4 separate regions of the Sus scrofa genome follow, and regions 1, 2 and 4 are each linked to region 3. Evidence: chromatin contacts called from public HiChIP or PLAC-seq data. All regions are on one chromosome and are shown on one strand. Each heading gives the region's core, a stretch centred on a gene start, on an enhancer-like site or on the middle of the called end of the contact. The rest is flanking DNA. Distances are from core to core; before and after follow the strand shown.

Region 1 (3,001 bases), core at 191-2,690, 140 kb after region 3:
AACACCAAGAGGGGAAGCTGTTTTCTGGGGAGTTACTGAAATACCCTTTTCATCTTTCCTTTTATTGCTCACATAGCAGCAGTTAGCAAGGCCAGGGCCAATATCATCCTGTTTTCCCCCTTGCTTTAGTTCTTTTATTCTGACTCCAAATCCTGAGCTTTAACAGGGATTCTTTTTTCCTTCATCACAAATTTGCTACAAATGCAAAGTAACTGAATGGTTGTCCAAACGAGCAGGACAAACTCTCCCCCAATTAAGCCCAATGCACACACCTGAACTGAATGGGCCTCAACACCCCCAGAAGATTCATCAGCACAGCAGGGCTCCCAGAACACAAAGGCGATTTTGTAGGAGGAATGCAGAGCTGCAATCTTCTTTTCTGTGATTACACCTCATTTTATAACAATGTTCAGACATTTGGTTTGGGCAAGTATAGTAATTACATTTCTCACTTTGAACTAATTTAAGCAGCTACATCTGAGCTTCTCCAACAGACTCATCCGCCCTCCTCCTCCTCCCCAGAGCACACCCGTCTGAGAAGAGACCTCTCTGCCCAAGCACTGTCCCCACTTTGCTGCAGGCATGCTCTGCAGACTCAAAATTAATTCTGCAAGCTGACCCCTGGCAATGGGCAGGACCCCCTCACACACATCCTTTCTTCCTGGCACACATATGAATGATCCCCATAGGTACGAAAACCACCCAGTCAAGCAGGCTCCCCTGCTAGGCAACTGTGGGCTCAGCTCCCCAGGCCTCAGTGTCCTCATCTGTCAAATGGTGCTTCTGGCCTAGATGGTGTTGAGGGACCCTCTCTGGAACTGGTAACATGGCCATGGGGGCAGGAGAGCAACCACCTGGAGGTGGCAGGCCCTCCAGAGCCGGGCAAAATGCCAGAGCCACAAACACCAACCCGGAGGCAGTAAATCCCTCAGCCTGTGCCCCACAGAGAAAATGCCAGAAAGCAGGTTTCCTAATCCTCTTCACTCGAACCTACACCCACACACTTTCCAGTCTTCCAACCCCCTGCTTAGAATCCACTTTCCATGGCAGTCGAGAATAATGAATCAAAATGTTAGAAACACAGACAGCGACACCAGCACCCACCCCCTCCACCTCCCCCAAATCAAAGGGCCTAGTTTTGCGAGGTGGGACCCATATTTTATCTACTGGCATCTGTGCACCCGCATTTGTCTCAAAGATTTCAAGGAGCTTTTCGAGAGGCAGTGACAAGTGCAGACTGGCTGTGGCAATGAAGTCGGTCACTACACTCTTCTGTGCACCACACCCGAGACATCCTGACTTGCTGTCTCCAGGGAGGTTTTTTTTTTCCCCCCACTGGGGAGGTCAGGGCAGGTGGCAACACAGACTCCAGGGTGTGTTATTATTTCACTTTCCTTCTGTTTGGCAAATCAGTCTTCCCTGGTGCAGGTGCGAGGCAGGCCAGAAATAGTTAACAGCAAGTTCTCCTCCGCTGGGAGTGAACCTGTTCAACCAGAATGGCCTGATAAAGGGAGCTGCCACTTCCTTAGAGATAAGATCCAAGATCCACCTTTCCTGAGAGCTCAACCCCTCCAGCAAGTGCACCCCCCACCCCATCCCCCAAACCCACCACTCACATGGGGGCTTCTGCTCAAAGTCACTGGACACTACTTAAGGTTAGTATCTCTCTCTCAAATGGGGCATTCAGCAACTTTATTCATGGCTAAACATCCCATGACAGAAAGTCTCTGACCTCATAGCTAGTGTGAACAATGAAAAACTTCGAAATCACAATGACTTCTTAATAAGAACTTGAGATGGCTACATGTGTGTGGGAGGGATGATTAATGCCTATGCCTGAATTCAAGGGAAACAACACAGGCAGCAGAAACCCATCAAATGACAGTCTTTAGGGACATTTAAATTGTCCTCATCAAAGGAAAGACCCAGTGCCAGGGCGCTCGAATCTGCTGCTGTGTGGCCACAGAGGCAGGAGAAAAGCTGGTAAATCAAAAATGTGGGTGTGCCGCTCACAAGACTTCTCTCTGCTCCAGGCTGGGGGTGGGGGTGCTGCTCATTATGAGCAATTTTATGCTGAGTCTTTGTGTACACACGCTCGAGTGCTTTGCACATCTAGATTTTGTGTTTGGTTTGCTTACATCAAAAGATCAACTTGTATTTATTCTCTGGCTGGATCGCAGTGTTCTTCTACCTGTGAAGACACTGTAACCTGCTCAAGTTTCACCTTGGGAGCACAGGTAACTCCTCAGGATTCCATTCTGAGGACAATTCTCCCTTTAGCTCTTGGGGGTGTCTTAAAATACTGCAATGAACACAAGAAGTGTGATGCCTTATTGATAATTTTACTCTCCAGCAGAAACAACAGAAATATCGAAAGCTGTGCAAGGCAGCCAGAGGACTGAAAGGGCGGGGGTGGAAAGAAGACTGTTAGCAGAATGTTTATGCCGCAGCCTGCGTGTGGAGGGGTGATTCCTTCATCCGCCACCAACTCAGACCAGGCCCCTTTTCCTCCTCTTTCTTGTTTCCCTCCTGGAGTCCGCTCTGGCACCCTGCACAGTCACAAATCCTTGGCGGCGTCTAGCATCTTGGTATTTAATAAACCAAATGGGCAAGTGGCTCTATACCCCTTGCACCTGTTCCCCAGGCTCAGACAGGGTTCATCAGTCTCTGTTTTCAGCTCAAAAGATAGTTCCTCGCAAAGCTAGTCTCCTAGGCCCCTTCTCTTCTCTTGCTGGTTCCATCTTTCAAGCTGCTTATCAGAAGGGCATGATCCGTCCCTTTGGTCTACACCTCAGGCCCCTTCAACAAGGCTCTAAGTCCAAACTGCTCTCTGGATGCCAGAAATATTCCCCTGGCTCAGATGTGACAGACGCTGCAGCAGGCACCTTAGCTGCTGGGTCTAAAAGAATCCTCACAAGCCTCATAAAAATCAGTCCCACTTGACAGATGAGGCAAAGTTTGGGAGGATAAAGATGCAAAACGAGAGACAGGGTCCAAATGT
Region 2 (3,021 bases), core at 415-2,914, 260 kb after region 3:
TCATTTCTTTGTGGTCCCAGCACTGAAATTCCCCATTTGTATCTTGTTTTCCATCAAGTAGCACATCTGACCTCACTTGGGGATGCAGAACCCTGGAGTCTTCTTAGGGGTGATGAATTGTTGCCATAGAAACTGCCTTCAAGACAGGAATTCCCCATTGTGGCTCAGCAGGTTAAGGACCGAATGTTGTCACAGGGAGGATGTAGGTTGGATCAGTGGGTTAGGGATCCAGCATTGCCACAAACTACTGGGAAGTTTGCAGATATAGCTTGGATATGGTGTTGCTGTGGCTGTGGCATAGACCTCAGCAGCAGCTCTGATTTAGCCCCCAGCCCGGGAACTTCCATATGCCTCAGGTGTAGCCATAAAACAAAACAAAACAAAACAACACTTTAAAAGTCAGTTCTTGTAAAAGCTTTTCTCTCTGACTTTTCAGGCTCTAGTCAATTCTTACTTCTCTTCTAACACCAGAGCTGATCTAATACCCTTACTTCTAATCTTCAAGAAGGAGAAACAGGAGTTCTCATCATGGCACAGTGGAAACGAATCCGACTAGGAACTATGAGGTTGCAGGTTCAATCCCTGGCCTCCCTCAATGGGTTCAGGATCTGGCATTGCCATGAGCTGTGGTGTAGGTTGCAGACTCGGCTCAGATTTGGCATTGCTGTGGCTCTGGTATAGGCTGGTGGCTACAGCTGTGATTAGACCCCTAGCTTGGGAAACTCCATATGCTGCAGGTGTGGCCCTAAAAAGACAAAAGACAAAAATAAATAAATAAAAATAAATAAAATAAAATAGGCTTAAAAAGAAAGAAAGAAAGAAGGAGAAACAATTGACTTTCAAGGAAGCCTGGTTCCTGTGGGTTTCAAGTCTTTTTTTTTTTTGGCCACACCCAAGGTAGAGGTATGCAGAAGTTCTGAGGCTGGGGATTGAACTGGGGCCACAGCAGCAACCTGAGCAACAGCAGTGAGAGCACCAGATCCTTAACCTACTGTACCACCAGGGAACTCCAGGTTTCAGGTCTTTATAAGAAAATAAAAGCAAGAGCAAGGACCAAGGTCCCTCCTTGCCAGGGAAATGGAAGTTGCTGCCTGCCTTTGCTCTTACCCCAAACCTCTGCTGGAAAGATTATGCCCCTGCTGGTTTTAGGCAGTGTGGGAATTGGAGTCAGGAGTTCTCGTCTCCTCCTGGGGACTTAAGCAAGGGGCTCTTGTGGTGACTTCATCCACATTTGGTAGTGTTAGTTTTTAAGTTTGTAGCTCTTTGGATCCTGATGCTAGATTCAAAGGCCAGATTTATAAGGCCAGGGGAATCAAAGACAGCCAGTGACTCACACACTTTCATGTGTCTCAGCCCTTGCCTGTTGGCAGTTTCTGGACCAACTTGTAACCACTTTCCTGGAGCCAGTGCAGGTAAAGGAAAGGAGCTTAGCAAATAGGAAAGGGGTGGGGGTCGGCCTGCCTGAGCCAGAGCCCAAGCCTGGGCCTGTGATGTGGTCAGGCTGCCATGCACCCAGCTTGACGGGCCCTGCCAACCCTGGGCAGACAGGCCAGGGCACACACCGCTGGCGCCTGGGAGAGCTCCTGGGTCGCCTGCAGGGTGGGGCTGGCTGGGTCTCTGCTCCCAGTGCTGCCAAGGGGGTGTGCTCGGCGAGGAGGAAGCAGCCAGGGAGGGGAAAACAGCTGCGTGTTGGTAAAACCCCTGTCAACATGTGCTTGGCTCTGTCACTTCATGTCGCCTCTCCTGCTGGCAGGGATGGACTTCTGCTTTTAGAGATCTTTAGGAGAAGATAGATTTACTTCTCTAATCTTTCTTCTCTGTCTTCAACTGTAGGTCATGACCCATAAGCAGAACATGAAATCAATCTAGTGGATTATAAACAACATAGAAACAGAAAAGATATTATTGAAATAATAATAATTTTTTTTCGGTGGCACTGTAGAATTGTGGTTATATGAGAGCCTGTCTTTACTCTTAGGAAATGTGTACTGAATTATTTAGGTGTTAGGTGTTATGGAGTCCCACTGTGGCTCAGTGGGTTAAGAACCTGACAGAGTGTCCGTGAGGATGTGGGTTTGATCCCTGACTTTGCTCATTGGGTTAAGGATCCAGCATTGCTACAAGCTGTGGTGTAGGCTGCAGATGTGGTTTGGATCTGGTGTTGCCATGGCTGTGGCATAGCCTGCAATTGCAGCTCTAATTCTTTGTCTAGCACAGGAACTTCCATATGCCACAGGTGCAGCCGTAAAAAGAAAAAAAATGATTGTGTGTGTATGAACGTGTATTGAAAGATAATGTAATACAGCAAAATATTAACTGTTGGTAGGTCTTGGTCATTGGTTTTTGATAGTGATTTTGCCCCCTGGCCCCCTCAAAGGACGCTTGACAATGTCTGGAGATACTTTTGGTTGTTACAACTTGGGGTGTGTGGGAGATACTAATGGCATCTAGTGGGTAGATGCCAGGAAAACTGCTTAACACCCTACAATGCACAGAACAGCCTCCCCCAACAAAGAATTATCCAACCCCAAATGGCATTTCTGCTGAGATTGAGAAACCCTGCTTTATGTGAAGAGTGTTTTCAACTTTTCTGTAGTTTGAAAACTTTCAAAAGCAAATGAATGAAACAAAATAGACTAATGAAGGAGTTCCCTTTATGGCACATTGGAAATGAACCCAACTAGTATCCATGAGGCTGCAGGTTCGATCCCTGGCCCTGCACTCAGTGGGTTAAGGATCCAGCGTTGCTGAGAGCTGTGGCATAGGTTGTGGACACAGCTCAGATCCCATATTGCTGTGGCTGTGCTGTAGGCTGGCAGCTGCAGCTTTGATTTGACCCCTAGCCTGGGAACTTGCATATGCCGTGGGTGCGGCCATAAAAAGAAAAAAAAAAAGCGCAAAAAACAAAACAAAACAAAACCCAAACCCAAAATAGACTAATGAAGAACTGAAATTCTCAGAGCACATACCATGCTGTAAAGAGTAAAGGTAATTATTGTTTTTTAAAATGTGTTTCATTTT
Region 3 (3,005 bases), core at 268-2,767:
TTGTTTTGCCATACAAAATGTTTTATTTGTATAAAGAGATGTATAATCTTTTATTGTATCTAGAGTTGAGTCATAGTTAGAAAGCTGTCTTTTATAATCATGTTATTGAGAAATTCACTCAGAAGCATTTTATTAAACAAGTGTTTATTTAACCTTGAGTGAAATAGCCAAAAATTTTATGGGATGGCTGGGGAACAGGACAATAATGGAAATTAATAAAAGTAGCTCTTGGCTTACAACAGGCTATAAATCTAATGGAAGATGGTAAAAAAAATCTAGTCTAGACTTCATAATTATGATAAATGCACATAGTAGGGAATAGGTAGATGTTTTTGGTCCCTTGATTTAATGATCACTAATAGCTATATTAATAGTTATATTTATATGTGCATTCCTGTTGGTGGTGATTAATGTTTTGGCATTCCCAAAGCACTGGAATCAGGTTTAGCAAGTAGCACAACTCAGATTTTGTTTTTCATGTGGAAAGCACACATGTAAAATGTTCATGGATACAGATCCTTAACTACTTAGTTTATGTTATACTCATTTGCATACTTCCACAATTAAATATAATACAAAACTTCTTCTAGAAGCTAGAATTACAATAGCTTGAGCCCTTGAGGACCTGGAACTAAATAAAAACCTGGAGGCAAGTTTGAATGAAACCAAAACAGATGTGACTCAGGTCCTGAGCTTTACTATGAGAAGAGTTCCTCTCTCACTCAGATTGTAGTACTTTTTCTACATATGCAATTATTTTAGTTTTGATTATCTGGTATCATGACCAACAACATCATATTTAAGGAGGAAAGAGAGGACTGCTCTAAGAAGCTAACACATCAATCTAACCATAAATAATAGCTGACAGCCTCAAGGCAAAGGAACAAAAAATGGCAGAAGGCAAATGGGAAAAGTCAAAAGCAAGAACTGGAGTCATGGCCGACTCTGGTTAATTGTAGTAAACAATCACACCTCTGTGGCTCCAGGAAAGCACTGTGATAGCACAGTCCAAACACAACAGGCTTGTAGTGTAAACTGCATTGTTAAAAGACTCAATTACATTTGTAAGAAGATATGTGCTTTAGAAGTATTGCCATCAACGTGATAATAAATGATAATAAATACTTTATATATAAAAAGGGTTTATCTGTGAACAGTAGTAGTAGCAAACATGCAGCCCTGTGGTTTACATGTTGAATTTTATTTAATTTTCCCAGCACCCACCTGAGGCTGATGTAAATAAAGGAGCTCAGAAGTACTGTTTACTGATCTGAAACCTGTAATGAACACCTATTGTGTCTTTCTAGATCTGAATTCTATAAGCACATTGTGCTTTCTGGAGGATCTACTATGTACCCTGGGCTGCCATCACGTTTGGAACGAGAGCTTAAACAGCTTTACTTAGAACGAGTGTTGAAGGGAGATGTGGAAAAACTCTCTGTAAGTATCAAGTCAATAATCCAATTGTTAACGTACTTTTAAAACACTGTTAACATACTTTTTAACCACCAGAGGGAGCAAGAGGTCTTCCTAAACAAACTCCTAGTTCAGTCTGCCTGGAACAGGGAGGAAGTAGATAACCCTCAAGATGAACCTTTATTTTTGCTTTTTTAGGGCCACACCTGCAACATATCGAGGTTCCCAGGCTAGGAGTCTAATTGGAGCTACACCAGAGCCACAGCAACACCATATCCAAGCCGAGTCTGTGACCTACACCACAGCTCACAGCAACGCTGGATACTTAACCCTCTGAGCAAGGCCAGGGATCAAACCTACAACCCTATGGTTCCTAGCTGTATTTGTTTCTGCTGCGCCACAACGGGACCCCCCCAAGATGAGCTTTTCTCAGAGTGATCCTAGTGTTGAGTCACCTCTGTTTTCAGTGGATAGAGGCGATTAGGTTCAGGGCCAGATGTTGGTTCATCTGTAACAAAACAGCCTGGTGCAACCAAAGTGCCCTTAAATGCAGTGAGAAATGCCTCCGTTGGGTTTTATTTTTATTTCTTAACTTATTCTTTGACTATGTAATCAGCGTGCTGCTCTTGGACTGTCTCGTATTTCTGATTCTGTTATTTTCTGGCTGTTTCTTGCATATGTTTTATCTCCTCAGTCTGGTAGTATAACACCATGTCTCCAGTTCTTTTGCATCCCTGTCAACTGTTATAGCTCTTGAAACAGACTTTATTTATTTGGCCTCACCTGCAGCATGTGGAAGTTCCCCAGGGGCTGAACTCATGTCATGGCAGCAACCTGAGCCGCTGAAGTGACAATGCCAGATCCTTAACCTGCTACACCACAAGGGAACTCCCCTTGAAACAGACTTTAATTGGTAGTAGCTGATGTGTAGAGTAAGAAGGAAATTTTAAACTAGTATGCAGTAGTTAATGGTTATATGGCTTTTTTCCCCCTCTAAGCCTGGACTGTGTTAAGTACGGTATACATACTAAACACCAAGAGTCATTTAATTTTGAGTTAAACTCTGAGGTTCATCTCACCAACTTGGATCAGTTGTTTTAGATAATGAGATTATATCCCGCAGAGACACTATGTATATATTGGAGATACAAATGTTACAAATCTCATTTGTGACTCACATTGTTGAAATTAAAATGTCTAAGTACTTCACTCATTTTTCTGATTTTATTGAGTTATACATATAATTTAAAATCAGTCTCGAGTGATTATTTTTCCTTTTTACTGCTGCACCTGTGGTATATGGAGGTTCCCAGGCTAGGGGTCAAATCGGAGCTGCAGCTGCCAGCCTACACCACAGCTGCAGCGACTCCAGATCTGAGCCATATCTGCGAACTATGAACTACGCTGCAGCATGTGGCAACTCAGGATCCTTTAACCTACTGAGTGAGGCCAGGGATCGAACCCACATTCTCACAGAGCCAGTGTTGGGTCCTTAACCTGCTTAGCCACAATGGGAACTCCCCAGCAAATATTTCTTGAACTACTTTTGGGTGTCAAACACTTGTCTAGGTGCTGAGAGAAACAAAACA
Region 4 (2,959 bases), core at 38-2,537, 170 kb after region 3:
TGGGCAGCTCCTGCACGCCGGCCCTCGCGGGGACACAGGCGCACGCAGACCCCCGCGCAGCCCGCGCCCAGTCCTCTCTCCGCTCCGCCGTGTTTTTTTATGAATGAAAATGTGGTATGCAAATGAGAGCGATTCAAGAAAACGAAATGGCGGAGCCTGGGCCCCAGAGGGCTCCCAAAAGGAGCGTCGGGCGAGCAGCGGGGCGGGAGAGTCACAAAGTCACTGTGTTAAAACCCACCGACGCCGGGGAGCCGGAGCGGGGGTGTCAGGTCTTCCGCTCCCGCCGCCGAGGATCTCGGGGGGAGGGGTGTTTGTGAGTCCCCGGAGAGGGAGCGGGGACAGCCCCGAGGTCACCCGCGCGCCCTTGGCCCCCGCAGCGGCCACCAGCCCGCCGACTCAAGGCGCGCCCCCAACGGCCCGCAGCAGCTTTTGCCCCCTCCTCACTTCAACAACAAGGGGTCAAATCTCGCATCCTAAACCCACAGACCAGCTATTCGCTGCACCCCACGCCAAGTTCACCCAACCAGCGTCCCCGCCCGCGTCCTCAGCCCCGGACTCCACGCTGCCCCCGCGGGACACCCTCGTTCCACCCCGCGGCCAAACTTACTCGTCCGGGTGTGTTTCTTCGGTCATTTTCCTGTTCACCTAGACGCCTGTCCCGCGGCGAGCAGCTTTGCTCCCTTCATCTTCCTGTCCGCTCACCCCCCTTCTTCACATCTCCGGAGATCGCCTGATTTGGTGGGGGCGGGGGGGGTGCTAAAGATGAAGGGGGCGCCGCAGAAGGCAGAAGGGGAAGCTGGGTGACCGGAGCGCGGGGTGAGGTCTGGAGGAAGGGGTGCACAGGCAAGCTTGGGTCGGGGGGAGCGAGCGCCGCAGCGCCGAGGGTCGAGGCGGGCGGGGGCTCGGGGTTCGGAAGCGGGCAGAGGGGAATGATTTGGGCAGGGGACGGCGGTGGGGGAGAGGAGGAGAAAAACAAGCTCTCCGTGGAGCGGCGGGGACTGCGGAGAGCGGGAGAGGGCCAGCAGCCGGTGGGGGCTCAGCCTTGGGTCGCCCCCGGGGGGCTGGGCCAATCACGGTTCCGGGGAGCGGTCGGAGGCCGGGGGAGGTGCGCCTGGGAGGCGGTGCAGGGCGCCCCGTCCGAGCCCCATCTCTCGACTCCACCGATTTACTCCATATTGGATTCTCACCGCCGCCAACAGGAGGAGGAAGTAGGGCGGAAGCGATGACGTCTTCCCAGCCGCCAGAGGTGGTGGAGTGCAAAAAGCTTCCTACTTGCGACCGAAAAAAAAAAAAAAAAAAAAAAAAAAAAAAAAGGAGAAAAAAAAAAACTTTGTCTCGCCTATTGAGCATGCTCGGCTTCCTTTCCCCCTCCCTCCTGGCTTCCACTCCCGGAGGAGCCCGGGAGCGGAGTTGTTTGCGCCGCGTCTGACTCCGGATCCTCCTTAGTTAGGCTCCGGGTTTTAAAATGCCCGAGAGGAGGGAGGAGGCGGCAGCCGGGGACTCGCACACATCTGGCTCCCGTTTGGCTCCCTCCCTCCTTCCAAACGCCTGGATTAAAATTCAGAGGGTGAGGAGAGGAGGGGGGTAGACGTAGAGCTCTGGAGGGGACTGGTGGGGTGCTCCGGCTCAGAAGACCAATTACCCGCCACCGTGGGGCCGGAGGGTGGAGGCGGTACAGGTGCCTCTGCCAAGATTCTGTATGGCAGAGGCTTTTCAGTTACACATGAAATCTTGTGATTTTTTTTTCTTGGTAGGGGAACGGGCATTCTAAAGGAAACATTATTTTGTGCATTTTATAAAAAAAGGTAAATCCAACAAGCCCAGAAACTTGCATTCCAGTAGAAATGATGGATTTTCCCAGGTTAAAACGTAAACCCAGGAGTTCCCTTGTGGCTCAGCGGGTTAAGGATCCTGCATTGCTACTGTAGCTGCTCAGGTCACTGCTGTGATGCGGGATGGATCCCTGGTCCACGAATTTCCATATGCCCCGAGCACGATAAAAAAAAAAAAGGTAAACCCAGGAGTTCCCATCGTGGCCCAGCGGAAACGAATCCGACTAGGAACCATGAGGTTGTGGTTCGATCCCTGGCCTTGCTCTAGTGGGTTAAGGATCAGGCGTTGCCGTGAGCTGTGGTGTAGGTCGCAGACGCGGCTCTGATCCCGCGTTGCTGTGGCTCTGGCTTAGGCCGCGGCAGCAGCTCTGATTAGATCCCTAGCTTGGGAACCTCCATATGCCGCTGGTGCGGCCCTAAAAAAAGACAAAAAAGGAAAAAAAAAAAAAGTAAATCCAAATATGGTTTTTTAGTTGTTCAGTAAATCTCTCTCAAGCTGGTGGAGGATGGTCCTTGACCCAGGCCCTTGAAGGCCGCCGATCCTGGGCCAGAGGTTACCATCCACATGGGCTTTGGCACAGTGAGATGGGAAGATGGAGACCTCCTCGAGTCTCCCCTCCATGCACTCCCCTTTGTCTTTAAATTATTTTCCTGCCTTGGCCTGGGACCATGAGCCTGGGTGGGTTCCCGCTTTCTAAAACAGCACTGTCTAGGCAATGGGCAGACCACCTTTACAATTGCACACAGAATCTTTGCTTGGCTTGATGCTCTGCTGTTGCAGTCTTAAAATTCTTTATAGTGTTTGAACAGGGAGCTCCACATTGTTTTCCTTGCCATGGGTCCCACAAATTCCATAGCCATTGGATATTTACTTCTGGGGTCTTACTAGGGAGCAAGAGATACAGTCCCTGCCCTTTCCAGTTCTCCAAACACAGTAGACTTTTCTATCCTCCTGAATGTGCCGAGACAATACGCAGAGATTTTTTTTTTTTTGTCTTTTTGCCTTTTTTGGGGGGCCGCTCTTGCAGCATATGGAGGTTCCCAGGCTAGGGGTCTAATCCAACCTCATGGTTCCTGGTTGGATTCGTTAACCACTGAGCCACGACGGGAACTCCAACACAGAGATT

Evidence for each region. HiChIP or PLAC-seq counts read pairs in DNA pulled down with a chosen protein or histone mark.
Region 1: an H3K27ac HiChIP or PLAC-seq map of alveolar macrophages shows a contact between it and region 3. The contact joins two enhancer-like sites. A contact is called at or near these places in 2 of 2 datasets of contacts at active chromatin or transcription factors (alveolar macrophages and skeletal muscle).
Region 2: a contact with region 3 is called in an H3K27ac HiChIP or PLAC-seq map of alveolar macrophages. The contact joins two enhancer-like sites. A contact is called at or near these places in 1 of 47 Hi-C or Micro-C datasets (embryonic fibroblasts) and 1 of 2 datasets of contacts at active chromatin or transcription factors (alveolar macrophages).
Region 4: an H3K27ac HiChIP or PLAC-seq map of alveolar macrophages shows a contact between it and region 3. The contact joins the promoter of SPRED2 here to the enhancer-like site in region 3. A contact is called at or near these places in 13 of 47 Hi-C or Micro-C datasets (alveolar macrophages, brain, embryonic fibroblasts and 7 more) and 2 of 2 datasets of contacts at active chromatin or transcription factors (alveolar macrophages and skeletal muscle).

The regions. Positions count from the first base shown.
Region 1 is chr3:76,552,395-76,555,395 of Sscrofa11.1, reverse strand. All of the region lies in intron 1 of SPRED2 (sprouty-related, EVH1 domain-containing protein 2), which reads right to left. Among named protein-coding and RNA genes, the nearest start is that of SPRED2, 26 kb to the right of the region's middle. Within about 2 kb of position 1,440, at least 12 of the 83 cell types and tissues checked have an H3K27ac peak or open chromatin away from gene starts, as enhancers often do. A contact at or near this core is called in alveolar macrophages, where this site is marked.
Region 2 is chr3:76,440,889-76,443,909 of Sscrofa11.1, reverse strand. No RefSeq gene overlaps it. Among named protein-coding and RNA genes, the nearest start is that of SPRED2, 85 kb to the left of the region's middle. Within about 2 kb of position 1,664, at least 6 of the 83 cell types and tissues checked have an H3K27ac peak or open chromatin away from gene starts, as enhancers often do. A contact at or near this core is called in alveolar macrophages, where this site is marked.
Region 3 is chr3:76,695,958-76,698,962 of Sscrofa11.1, reverse strand. It overlaps ACTR2 (ARP2 actin related protein 2 homolog), which reads left to right. Exons shown (of 9, transcript NM_001134354.1): 8 at 1,308-1,440. Among named protein-coding and RNA genes, the nearest start is that of ACTR2, 32 kb to the left of the region's middle. Within about 2 kb of position 1,517, at least 5 of the 83 cell types and tissues checked have an H3K27ac peak or open chromatin away from gene starts, as enhancers often do. A contact at or near this core is called in alveolar macrophages, where this site is marked.
Region 4 is chr3:76,525,974-76,528,932 of Sscrofa11.1, reverse strand. It overlaps SPRED2 (sprouty-related, EVH1 domain-containing protein 2), which reads right to left and starts at 1,287. Exons shown (of 7, transcript XM_021087442.1): 1 at 608-1,287. The coding sequence starts at 633.